2 separate regions of the Gossypium arboreum genome follow, and region 1 is linked to region 2. The links are chromatin contacts, called in public Hi-C maps. All regions are on one chromosome and are shown on one strand. Each heading gives the region's core, a stretch centred on a gene start, on an enhancer-like site or on the middle of the called end of the contact. The rest is flanking DNA. Distances are from core to core; before and after follow the strand shown.

Region 1 (6,499 bases), core at 458-2,957, 350 kb before region 2:
CTATTTTAATGTTTGAGCTCTTACACTTGACTCTGGATTGACTTTTTTTCTGTATTTATGTCATAGCTTTCTCAAAATTGTTATCAGTAGTCCACCCTCCATACAAATATACAGAAAGGAAAGTGTGAATAGAAGTGGGAGGGTACTTGAAATAGATCTGACATATGCTCAGGGGGAAGGGGAAGCAGGAAGGAGTTTGATTTCTCCATTTTGCTTTGGATTTAGCGATTGCTATTTTAATGTTTGAGCTCTTACACTTGACTCTGGATTGACTTTGTTTCTGTATTTATGTTATAGCTTTCTCAAAATTGTTATACCATTTCTCTAGTCTGCACGTGATGTCAATGTTTGGATTTGAAGCGGCCAGGCTTGTCTAGCATAGGATGCAAATTGTATTTATCTTGCATCAAAGAAATGGAGACTTCTTGATTCCTTAAGAAATAAGGAATGGATGGAAAGGGGTAAAAGAATGACCTAGTATGTTTGACGAACATTGCCAACATTCTAACTGATTCCGTAACCAAAAGTGGCACTTTTGGTTGAGAATGAAATATGATCTGCATTCTTTGATATCATGAAGAAAGGCTGAAGCCAATAGGTAGTAAAGATGACAAAATATGTTCAAGCATGGTTGTTGGTATCGCACCAATACCGGCCCTGCTGGCTGGTACATACCATTCCGTTTGTAAATAGGAAATAATTTTAAGTTTTGTTCCAGTCAAATTTCAGAGTGTGTTGGTGGTTGTCTTTCTGTCCATTTTGCCTATATTGGCCTGTGTTAGTGTATTAGTGTGTACCGGCTTGTACCAATTGGTATAAGATTTTTATATTTTAAACTAATTTTTAATATATAAATTTTTAACTTAACCATTCTAATTTTTTATAATTACATTAAAAAAGAAAATATAATCATTAAATTAAGTTATTTATCCTGACTAATAGTTTTAAATTTTGTATTTGTGTATAACGTACATTACGTATGTAATTGAGCTATGTTTGTGTGTATATTTATATATAGTATTTTAAAACTAAAAATTAAACTATTAAGTATATTTGAAAAAAATTATAAATGCAAATAAATTTGAAACAGTACACTAAAACACATTGATATTGATATGTCCCAGTACCTAAGCAAAAAGGGTACATCCATTGATATGGTGCTGATGACCTTGTGTCCAAGTGTTAACCACATTCTAGCCAATATGGAAGAAAGCAATGGCTCTTAGTTGAGACTTCCAATCACTTTCAGTTAGACCGTGTATTTCTTTCTGTTAAAAGGACTAGTAAGCTTTAAATGCTAGTATTTCTATAGCATTATAGAATTAAAAAGTGGTTTATGACTAGGAATTAAACTATTTGAGCAGAATGCTATAGGTTCTCTTGACCTCCTGGTAGAGATATTTTTTTTTTTTTTAAATAAAAGAATTACTAGGAAAGAGGATTTGAATTTTACTGAATTTATTCACTTACCACTTAGCCAAATGCTTATGCTTAGGGGCTATTATATTATTCCAAATGTGAAGTCTTATTTAAGGAACATTATTGGGCTTGAGTTTTGCATTCTTCAGTTATTTCTAGTCTCCACTTGAAATGAAATCTTAACTGCTAGACGAATGTATGGCTGAGCCGTGGAACTGACTAAATGGACCTTTTCTAAGATTAGGGTAGGCTGGCGAATGAGATCCTGTATGAAGAAGCTCATTGCTTCATGTAGAAAGTGAACAAAGCCACTGTAGTTCACTTCATTATGGCAGGCAATGACTCAGTCAACTGGAAATGCCTATTCATTTCATTGATTCTTAGTTTTCCGACCACTTTTCATAAGCAACATTTTACGAGTCTGCTTAGGAGGTCATTTACTGTGTTGAGGAGTTGGGACATTGTATTTGTATATAAGGTGAATGTTGGTAAGCAGGGCATGAGTAACAGACTTATGCTACGTGAAAATTTTCACTTATTTTGAAGAGATCTTATTTTTAAAGGAGTTTTTACTTATCTTTCTTGTTTCAAGTTAAAATTTTTAACGAATTATTCTTTATTTTATGTCCAACTATCGTAATATATACGTACTAAATAAGTTTTTTCATGTTATTACACTAGTAATTAAACAGGACATTATTGGTTTATGCAGGAAGTGACTTCAATACTTGTAGCAGATGGAGTTTCGAGTGAGAAGATCCTAAAGAACTTTTGATGGAGTTAAAACGGAACTTTTATTATTTGTTGTATCATTGAGGAAAAGCTGATAATTAATTCTTTCTCACCATAGCTAAGAATGAAAGCACACGCTTGGCTAATAAACTCTTCATGTTTGGGAACTAATTCATTCAGCTGCTAATGTTTTTGCTGAGGCCAACACTGAGTAATTATGAGTGAGTTAGGTGATTCACTCCTGTTAGTCTTCTCATTTGTTGAAATCACAGCAAGAAAATAATATTCTTGCTCCATAAGGAAATTGGTAGGGAGGAGAATAGATGATGTTTTTTCAATTGTTCATAGATCAGAAGTTATTTTCTTATAAGGAAGTGGCGACGCTTTTTCTTCCATAGAAATTTTCATTGTGTTGAGAGAATGTCGGAGAGAAACTCGGCAAATATGTTTTAAAGAACACGGTTCATTGGACTTTGCTAATAGAGATTAAGAATCAATATTATTATCAATTAAAACGGAATATTAACTTGTTGATTGTAGGAAATCAAAGAATTTTTTAGGGTAATGGCAAGGTACATTGTATTTTTAAAGAGGGAATGGAAATTAAATTCTGAAGATGATGTTGTTGTGGGAGAGATAATTATGAATTTCAAAAATAGATGGTAAATAGATATGAAAACAAACAAAAAAAAAATTAGAATTTACAAGATTCATACAAGTCAACTAAGAGCAAAATCCAGTTTTAATTATTCAAGGTTATCTATATTAAAATAATGTTGTTTGAATTAGATTAGATCAACGAGTTGGATTGAGAATTGACTGGTGTATCAGACTAAAAAGAGGATTGATTCATGAATCGGTATCTATCGATTGAATTGGATAAAAACTAGTTGAACTATATTTTTTAAGTTTTATCTTTTTTTTGAATTTTAATAAATTTTTAATTGAATTAATTGAACCAATTGAATTAATTCAACTAATAAACCAATAGTCTGATTGATTCGACCGTCAACTTATTTTAAAAAAAACATTGATTATAATCCCAAACTTGAAGTTTTTTAACCATATTAAGTTACTAATTACTTACACTGCCTAAATAATTCAAAAAGGCCTAAAACCAACTTGAATGTTTAATAAAATAACTAGTCAAAAATAAAGTTAAAAAACCTAATAATGAAAAAAAAAGTCCAAAATGCGTAAGGTATATTTGTTCTTCGCAAATTAGCTAGCATGAGATTGACACTATGCGTTAGTTTTTTTACTCTTAGCGTAGTGATTTCACTATAAATTATAGTAATGTTTTCAACTATTTAAATTAGTAAAAGTTTCACATGTTTATTTAGTATTCATTATAGGGATGTGGTCAATGATTTTACATGAAAAAAATAGTTAAACAAATATTGAATTATAAATTACTTAAGACTTAATTAATATTATGTTGTATAATAAAAAATGTTTTGTAATGCAGAAAATAACTTATTTATTAGAAGGTAATCTAAATAGCCCATAGTCTATTGGTAGAAAAAAAAAAGGTTCAAAATCAATGAGATTATGAAGAGTAAGTGACTTATGTTAGGACTATTATATTGGAACTCAAGATGCTTGTAGTGTTCTCATTTTGCAAACCATGGAAAGTGGTTTCAGGGACATTGTAGTAGGAGCTTTTGTAACAACCTAGTGAACCCACCACACATCCGTGTAGTAGGACTTTCTTTTTCAACTTTGATTCCAACATTGGCCACAACAGTCGTCGAGGATGGGCAAGATCCATCAGCCTCGACAAACTCGACGTATAATTACATCATTTCCGCTTGAGGCGTGCGATGATATGATCGCCTCGAACTGGAGCGCGCCATTCACATTGAATGGGTCATACTTATAAAGGTTAACGAAAACAAGATATCTATATTGCAACCTCAAAATTCTTTCCCTAGTCGATCCTCTAACTTTCCTCCTGATTCTAGTTCGTAGGTCACGCAATTGAATGGTATGATTGAACGCCGATTCCACGGGCTATGCTCATACAAATACCACATTGACCTTTGTAATATAGATTTGATCGTCATAGTAAATAACGGATTTCACTTGTTGACTCATTTCAATATTGGTCACGAATTGGATTAGCAAAACCAAAAAAAAAATAAGTAAAGGGTTGTCAGAAGAAGTACACACAATTCTCGCAACTCAACAATTCGATGTTTGATATTAATTTACTGCATGTCTAAGTTATGCAAATTATGTCCCTTTAATAGGAAAATAAGCCAGCGAGAGAGGGAATATGTGCTTCGAATCCATTCATGAATATACGCATTCATAAAAAAATGATGATGAAATGCAAAGTATTATTTGAAAATGCATTCCTGAAGTCTATAATTTCATCAAAACAATGCTCCCAAAAGTTTTTGATGCCTCAAAATGTGTGTCAATTATACAAAGTTATTCTCTAGGGTAGGAAATTTTAACTTTCAGCAGAAGAAAAGGTTTGAGAAAGCACGCCTAGTTGGGGATGATTTCTTTAACCTTTTTCTTCAAAACTACCTGTCTGTCATATTTTTCAACCGATTTTAAGCATCTTTTGAATTATTCCTCAAATACGCTAGCCTTGTGGCGCGTTTTCAACTATGAGAAATTTCTACTTTACAATCCAACCTTTCCCCTACGCTAATAAAAGGGGTCTTCCACTCCATGCTTCATCGCCCCTCAAACATCTTTTTCCATAGCCTCTCCATCCCTTCTCCATAAAACATTTTCGGTGTTAAAAATTTCTATCGCTTAAAATTTTTGGTTGATGTTTGAGATATTATTGAGTTTTCGGTGATGCGATATCGTTTTGAGCCACACACATTTCATATATCATGTTGAGATGAGACCACTACCTTAGAAGCCTATCTTGGGGAAGTCGGGTTCTAGGGTGAATTTGCTTTGTACGATCACAGGTGAAAGTATACATGGAGGTTTCAATCAATGACCGTTATGCGGTCATGGATCGATGTATAATGGGGGAGCAAGTTGACGGTCGTTACACTACTACGAGCTCAAACTTTTTGGATACCTAAAAATGTTTCCTTATAAATAACATACAAAAGTTTAAAGGCATTATCATACGGAAAAATTGTGGGTCTTCCCACTATAATCGACGTAATTTTTTTATCCATTTCCAAGCAGTCGGTACCTTTAACCTTTATTCTTATCCGAAGGTCGGCACCATCGTGGATGTAGGAAGACTCTCAAGTGGGGAGTGATTGTTTCAATGGAGTAAATGTAATGCTTGTAACACCCCTAACCCATATCCTTTGCCGAAACAGGGTTATGGAGTATTACCGGAGTTTTCAAATCAAACGGACCTAAATTTCAAACTTTTTAAATCACATCAATAAACATATCAAAATCAATTCAAAACATACATATTATCCATTATACGAGCCTTTGAGGCCCTAAATACGCGTTAGAAACAAGTCGGGACTAAATTGGAAACTCAGAGATATTTTCAGAAAACAATGAAAATTTTCAACACTGCAGGGGTCACACGGCCAAGAGACACGCCCATGTCTTAGGTCGTATGGGCATTCGAAGTAAGACACACGGTTGTGTTCCAGCCCATGTCCATGCCCATGTAACTCACTAACTTGGGTCACATGGCCAAGCCATACGCCCGTGTGCCAAGCCGTGTACCTTTTGAAATAACCTCACATGCCTGTGTGCCAGGCCGTGTGCTAGGTCGTGTAACAGCCTGACTTGCAACCCTTTGAAAGCTAAGGGGACACACGGCTTATCGCCTGGCCGTGTGTCACACACGGTTGAGACACACACCTATGTCTCTACCCGTTGGACGAAAATAGGCCATTTTACAAGCCATTTTTCTCACCCAACTAGGCATGTACCTACAACAAAAAATGCACATATATACAAGCTATAACAAGGCACCAAAATCATGCATATTCTAGCTATATACATACCTCAAATGACAACATTAAAACATATATAAACATGTACTCTATTTGGAAAAATAATCAACTAACTACTAAGCATATTTGCATCAATTCATGCCATTTATTGTACTTACCAAAACATACCACAACTCCTCAATTGGTACCAAATATGCCATTCTAAACTAGCACCAAATCACCATATAAGTCATACATACTAAAGTACCAATTCACTACAATTTCATCATATCACAAAACACATTTAACTATCATTTTACCTTTCACTATTCAAACACAATACAAGCCACATATCAACCATGTCAAGGCTATTTATACACGTACCAAAATATGCCAAAACACAAGCCAAATAAAATGGCCATATTCACAACAAAACATATAGGCCAACATTAGCCAAAATACCT
Region 2 (6,572 bases), core at 4,032-6,531:
AATAGTGGTCTCGGGACCACAAATCTAAAGTCAAAAAGATTATTTTATTATTATTTTGGAGTTGTAGCATGTTATTAGTAGTGTATGAAAAATTTGGTGAGTTAATTTTGACGTTTATGAGCCCAATTGCGAAAAAAGACTAAATTGCATAAAGTGAAAAAGTCTTGAATTGATAGATAGGGTGTTAAATTGCTATGAATCTTAAATTGGGGGCCTTTAAAAGGCAAAAAGACCCTTTGATCTTAGTTTGGCTGGCCATGGGAGATAAAAATGTTGAAAAGTCAACATTAGGTAAATGGATGACATAATGTGTAATAAAATAATGCCTAAGCCTAGCTATCATCTTTTTTCTTTCATTCTTCCTTCTCCCACCAAGTTTTTAGCCATTGTTAGCGGTTTTGAGCTTCAAAAATTTCAGCAACTTATTCCTCTTGCAAGTAAGTGATTTACATGCTTTTTGTTGATGATTTTTATATTTTTGGACCCCTTGAAGAATAAGCTTTATATTAAGGGGACTATTTTGCAAAATAGTTGAGAGTTTAGGGTTTTTACATGAAAGCATATGTGTAGTTTTCTGAAATTTTATGGAAGAGTATGAATATTAGATGTGTAATAAGCAACTTTTGTGAAGAGATTTCTCATGAAAACCCTAACAGTGACTATTTTGCATAAGTTGGAAATTTGTTGATAAATGTGTGAGATAGTGTAAATTTTGGATTACCATAAGAGTAAAAAATGGTTCGAATAGGCTTTTGATATAAGGAAAGTCTATAAAAATCAACTTTCGAACCTAGGGATAAAATGGTCATTTTGTAAAAGTTTAGGGGCAAAATGGTCATTTTACCCAAGTGTAGATTATTGAGTGCCTAGATTGATAAAGTGATTAAATTTTTGAATTTTTGTTATTATAGATCAATAAATTCAAACTCTGAACTTAGACCGGGGGAAAGCCAAGCAAATTGATTAGACCGACTAATTGCCTACTTTTTGTAATTCGAGGTAAGTTGTATGCAAATAACACAACTACATTGTCATTATATGTGATGAGTTAACTTAGCATGAATTACTTGATTATGGAAATGAGAATGTATGATGAGAATTTAGATAGTAAAATTCTCGTTTGAACCATAGGAAATAAATCGGATATTCATGCCATAATGTATGGGTTATTGTGAGCTAGAGTAAGACATGTCGGAGACATGCATCGACCACATTATGAGAGCCAGTGTAAGACCATGTCTGGGACATGGCATTGGTATTGAGACAAGAGCTAGTGTAAGACATGTCTAGGACATGCATCAGCCTCGAGATGTAAGCCAGTGTAAGACGTGTCTGGGACATACATCGGTTACGAGATGAGCTAGTGTAAGACCATGTCTGGGATATGGCATTAGCATCTTACCCTACGTTTGAGGTTTATTGGATATCTGATAGTGTTCCGAATGGCTGGACGGTGAGAGTTATGGTTTAAAATCAAGAGAAAAGTATAACCGTATTATAAGTGATACAGGTACATATTCAGTTTGTTTGAGACATGAGTTCAATACATATATTATATGATGAGTATTGGATTGTGATGAGTAAGTTGTTTTTATGCCTAATTATATAAAGAGCTCGTTGAGGAATGGTATAGTTGTTGATATGTGTTTGCATACTTCTTACTAAGCTTTATGCTTACTCCCTCTCTTCTCCATTTTCTTATAGTGTCGCCTAAATAGCTCGAGGATCAACAGACGTCGGAGGTTACGATCACACTATCATTCTAAGCACTCGGTATAGTTAGATTCCTTGCTTTTGTGTATGGCATGTATAGAGCTTAGACTTTAATATTTTGTGTCATTGAAAAATTAGCTAAATGTGTTGGCTTGGGATAAATCCCTTTGTTTTGTATAAGGCCATAGATAATGGTCAATACTCTCTTTGATTTATAAATAGAAGATGATATTTTCATGGATGAGTAAATTGCACAAATGAAATGTTGTCCATTGTGACTACCTTGGCTATGTGATATGCTCATGTCTTGGTATAGAGTGATTTTATGCAGGTTATGTAAGTATATGTGGCAAAGTGGCTTGGTAAATAGCCTTATTTTTCCACACGGGTAGGCACACGGGCGTGTGTCTAGGCCATGTGTGACACACGGCCAGCCCCATGGGCATGTTGTCTAGTCGTGTGTCCCTTGTACGTAAAATTTGCAAGTCAGTATGCATGGTAGTAAACACACGGGCAGAGACACGGCCATGTGTGTCAGCCATATGAAGGGCACGGCCTAGCACACGGACGTGTACCTTGGCCGTGTGGCCTTTAGGGATTGATAACATCAGAAACATAATATTCAAGTTTTTGCACACGGGCTAGGACGCGGGCGTGTCATGGCCGTGTGAAGGACACGGGCCAGGGACACAGGCATGTGCCAGGCCATGTGAAAACCCCTGTAGGTGTGAATTTGGAATTAATTCCACACGAGTGTCGGACACGGGCGTGCCCCTATATTGCTTAGGCCTTGTGAACCATATGGGCCAATAGCACGACCATGTTGAATTGGTCACACGGGCGTGTTGCCCCTCCCACACCGGCATATGCCCTTGTACCTAGTAACATTTTTCAGAGTTTGTGGGATGATCTGAATCATTTCCGAATGGCTTTAAAAGAACGTTTGGAGCCTCGTAGGCCTTTGTTATGAAGTTCTTGATAAAGATCGGAAAAGTTTTAAATTTGACTAATTTTGGTGATTCGAAAACGTGTGAATGTATGTGTTCAAGTTGAGTAACGCCTCTTATTTCGTCCCGGCATGGGGTACGGGTGTGGGGTGTTACACATAGTATACATTTTACCTATCTCTATGGAAAATGATGTACATGCATAAGGATGAGTTTTTACTCTTAATGAATTCATAGCCTAGATTTTGGGTGGTCCTATTGAGATGGACTTGATGAATTCACCGACTTGAGAGGTTGAGTTTATTACTCTTAATGAGTTCATATCCTAGAGTTTGGGTGCTCCTCTTGAAATGTACTTGAATTCACCAAACTTAAATTTGAGAGGATGAGCTTAATGAAAGCTCTTAATGATTTCATAGCCTTAATGTGAGTGGTCTATATATACCATAACACAGTAAAATACAAAATATTATAAGGTCACAATAAGATATTAAAGCTACAACAATAGAGGCTTAAAATTAAAATTTTCTAACCTCCACCACTTATAGCATTATTTCATTTTAATTTTTATTATCATGAATTATGGAGCATCTCTTTTTCTTTATAAGACTTTGAAAAATTTAATGTTTTAGACATGCTTCGTGCATGTACATAATGCTTTTATATTGATCATTATATTTATTAGTATCATTCTTTTTTTAACCTTATACTTTTGCTCAACTAGTAGAATTATAATGTCAATATAAACTGTGGTAATTTATAATTTCATTGTCATTCATTTTATCTAGTATCCACATATAAGTAACATTATGACATTTACTTCTAAAATGTCTAAACCAATGAAAGGTCCATAATATTATTATTTCAACAAAAAAATATAATTTTATAAACATATATACAATATTAACTTTAGGAATATGTCAAAATTTTCAGATATCCAAATTAAGTTCAAGGATCAAAAGTGATCATAAAATTTATTATATTTATTCTAAACATTCACTTCAAGGAATGTATAAGAAATAATTGGGAAAATAATGTAAACCTATTTGATATTCTTTGCCAATAAGATCATAAGATATTACCTGTTCCAAAGAATGATTAATTAGTATAAACAATAGATCATTTTGTTTCAGGAATAAACATTTAGCAATATTTTGGACTATCCATCTTCCACTTATCTATTTGCCAATAACAACAATAAGTTTCATTCTTTTTTAGGAATGAATAAACAGTATAATTTGTTAATAAAGCCAATAAAGTCATCATTGTTTGCAAATTTACTTCAATATCATTGTGATAAATCAAATGTGTCTATATATTGTTCCTTTTTCTTTTTAATCAAACCTTGGCAAAATATTCAACCAATATGCATGTGTCAAATGATCTTTGAGTATCACATAAATATTTTCATTCTCTTTGAAGGGCTATTTGAAAAACTAATACATAATTTTAACGAATCTTTTATGTGTTTTCTTAGAAAAATTCATGATTAATATCATTGTATAATTCTCAAGTATGAATAGATTTGAAGTACAAACTAATAATTACATTTAATAAACATTTACAATAGATAAGAAGAGATAAAAATCATATAATTTAATCAAAATTAAAACTAAACCAATAAATTCTATAAAAAATAACAAATATATATTCACATAGAAAGCACAACAATTAAATTGGAGAAGAGATTTATAAATTCATAGAGATGCAACTAGAGAATTATATAAATTAAACTTCTTAATAAAAATTGAATCAATTTAAAAAAAAATTAAACTTACTTAAGTAATTGTGGATGAGAAGCGGAGACTATGAGCATTCTTTGCACTGAAGAGAAAGTGATTATCCCTAAGCAAATCTCTAGCAACCACTCACAATTTTTTTAACCAAACAATTAAATTTCAATACTTGGACCCTAACAAAATTTTAACGTAAACTAAGGACCTATTACTCTTGAATAAGATCATACTAATAACATATTATAAAATAATAATAATGCAAAGAATATAAAAATAGTAGACGAGAATAAGAGGAATTTTATTGCATTTATTTTATTAACTATCGTCATTACAAGTAGTATACTCATATATATATATATATATATATAGAGAGAGAGAGAGAGAAATTAGACTCTTAATTTTTAATTCATAAATAAAAAACGATTACAAGAAAATAAAAATGAAAAGTTGAGGAATATGAAAGATGAAAAATTGATTATAATTAACATTTACTTAATAGGATTCATAGCGGGAAAACATTAATTAACAAATTATAACATTTTTAATCGAAGGACAAAAACGAAACTTAAAAGCACCGGTGTAGTTTATTTAATCACATTTTTCCCCGACACTTTTCTTTATCCATTGATAAGTTATCCATCCGTAAGGCTTGACTTGCTCCAAGGAAAAAATAACCACAAAAACTCCAACACATAAAAAACGTGCCTTCGGGCATTTTTTTTTCCTCCCCAGGAAATGTACTGTAGAATCTCAAGAAGATAAAAGAAAAAAAAAAAGAAGAAATAGATGGCAATGAGTCAGCCGCTACAAAGATAAACATTGTGGTGGTCCCACAAATTCCCTCACTAGTGGTCTTTACCACTCTGTTTGTTAGCGATTAAAACAAATGAAATAAAATCAATTCAAATCTTATCCTTTTCCCTTACTAACAATTCCACCCAACCGCGTCGATCCATCGCATCTCCTTATTTCTTAAACTGCAATTTAACTTATTTAGACAATCAATACTAAGACTTGTCTACTGTTACTTTCCCTTCCTCACATGGCTTCCCTTTCTCAGTTTCTTCTCTTTTTCTCTTTCCTTTTCTGCCTGAAAAACACGTTTCCCGTTCTGGGTTTTCAATCAAATTTTGCTTTGTTTCCTGTCGCAAAAGATGCAGCAACTCTTCAGTATGTTGCAAGGATCTCTCATGGCGCTCCTTTGGGATCCACTGACCTTGTGGTTGATCTTGGCGGTTCGTTTCTTTGGATGGATTGCAATTCCGGACACATGTCTTCATCATACAGGTTGATCTCAAGCTGCTCCGTCAACTGCTCTAGAGCAAAGTTCCATGATCTTGGAAGCACGAGTTGTCTATTAAACACCAACTGTTATGTGTCCCCTTACAATGGCGTAACAGGATCGACTTCAGTGGGGGAACTAGTAGAGGATGTCATAGCCGTTGATTCTGTTGACCCTTCAGATGTAGGCCAAAGCACAACCGTGGATCACTTTCTCTTTGCTTGTGCACCGACGTTTCATTTACAAGGTTTAGCAAGTGGTGCCAAGGGAATGATGGGTTTAGGGAAAGCTTCGATTTCGCTGCCATCACAACTGAGTTCTTCAATTGGACACCCTCAGAAGTTTAGTGTTTGTTTATCATCGTCAACCGGTGTCCTATTAACCGGCAGTGGAGACACCGTTTTCGGTACCAAAATAGCAAGGTCACTAGCATACACACCCCTCATCACCAAACAAAATGACTACTTGATTAATGTTCAATCCATCAAGATCAATGGAAGGAGATTAGCAGTCCATGAACAAGGCAAATTAGAAGCAAAATTAAGCACAGTTGTGCCTTACACCACAATGGTAAGCTCGGTTTATGCAATATTTTCTAAAGCTTATGTTGAGGCTGCCACTAAGATGAATATGACTAGAGTAGAAACTGTGGCTCCATTCGGACTCTGCTTTAGTTCTAAAGGGCCATTGGTGCCTGAAATTGATCTAGTTTTGCAAAGTGAGATGGTGAAGTGGAGAATTCAAGGTAGGAATTCAATGGTGAAAGTGAGCGAAGAGAGCATGTGCTTGGGTTTTTTGGATGGAGGGTTGGAGCAAAGTAGCCCAATTGTAATAGGAGGGCTTCAAATGGAGGATAACCTTTTGGAGTTTGATATTGGGAGTTCCATGTTAGGA

What was found. Hi-C and Micro-C count contacts between places; a contact is called where the count stands out from the background.
Region 1: a Hi-C map of leaf shows a contact between it and region 2, with 3 times the contacts expected there. The contact joins the enhancer-like site here to the promoter of LOC108489964 in region 2. A contact is called at or near these places in 2 of 5 Hi-C or Micro-C datasets (both in leaf).

The regions. Positions count from the first base shown.
Region 1 is chr5:65,288,344-65,294,842 of ASM2569848v2, reverse strand. It overlaps LOC108453429 (fruit protein pKIWI502), which reads left to right. Exons shown (of 5, transcript XM_017751527.2): 5 at 2,132-2,521. The coding sequence ends at 2,194. Among protein-coding and RNA genes, the nearest start is that of LOC108453429, 11 kb to the left of the region's middle. Within about 2 kb of position 1,707, at least 1 of the 2 cell types and tissues checked has an H3K27ac peak or open chromatin away from gene starts, as enhancers often do. A contact at or near this core is called in leaf, where this site is marked.
Region 2 is chr5:64,937,296-64,943,867 of ASM2569848v2, reverse strand. It overlaps LOC108489964 (probable aspartic proteinase GIP2), which reads left to right and starts at 5,281. Exons shown (of 1, transcript XM_017794734.2): 1 at 5,281-6,572. The coding sequence starts at 5,439.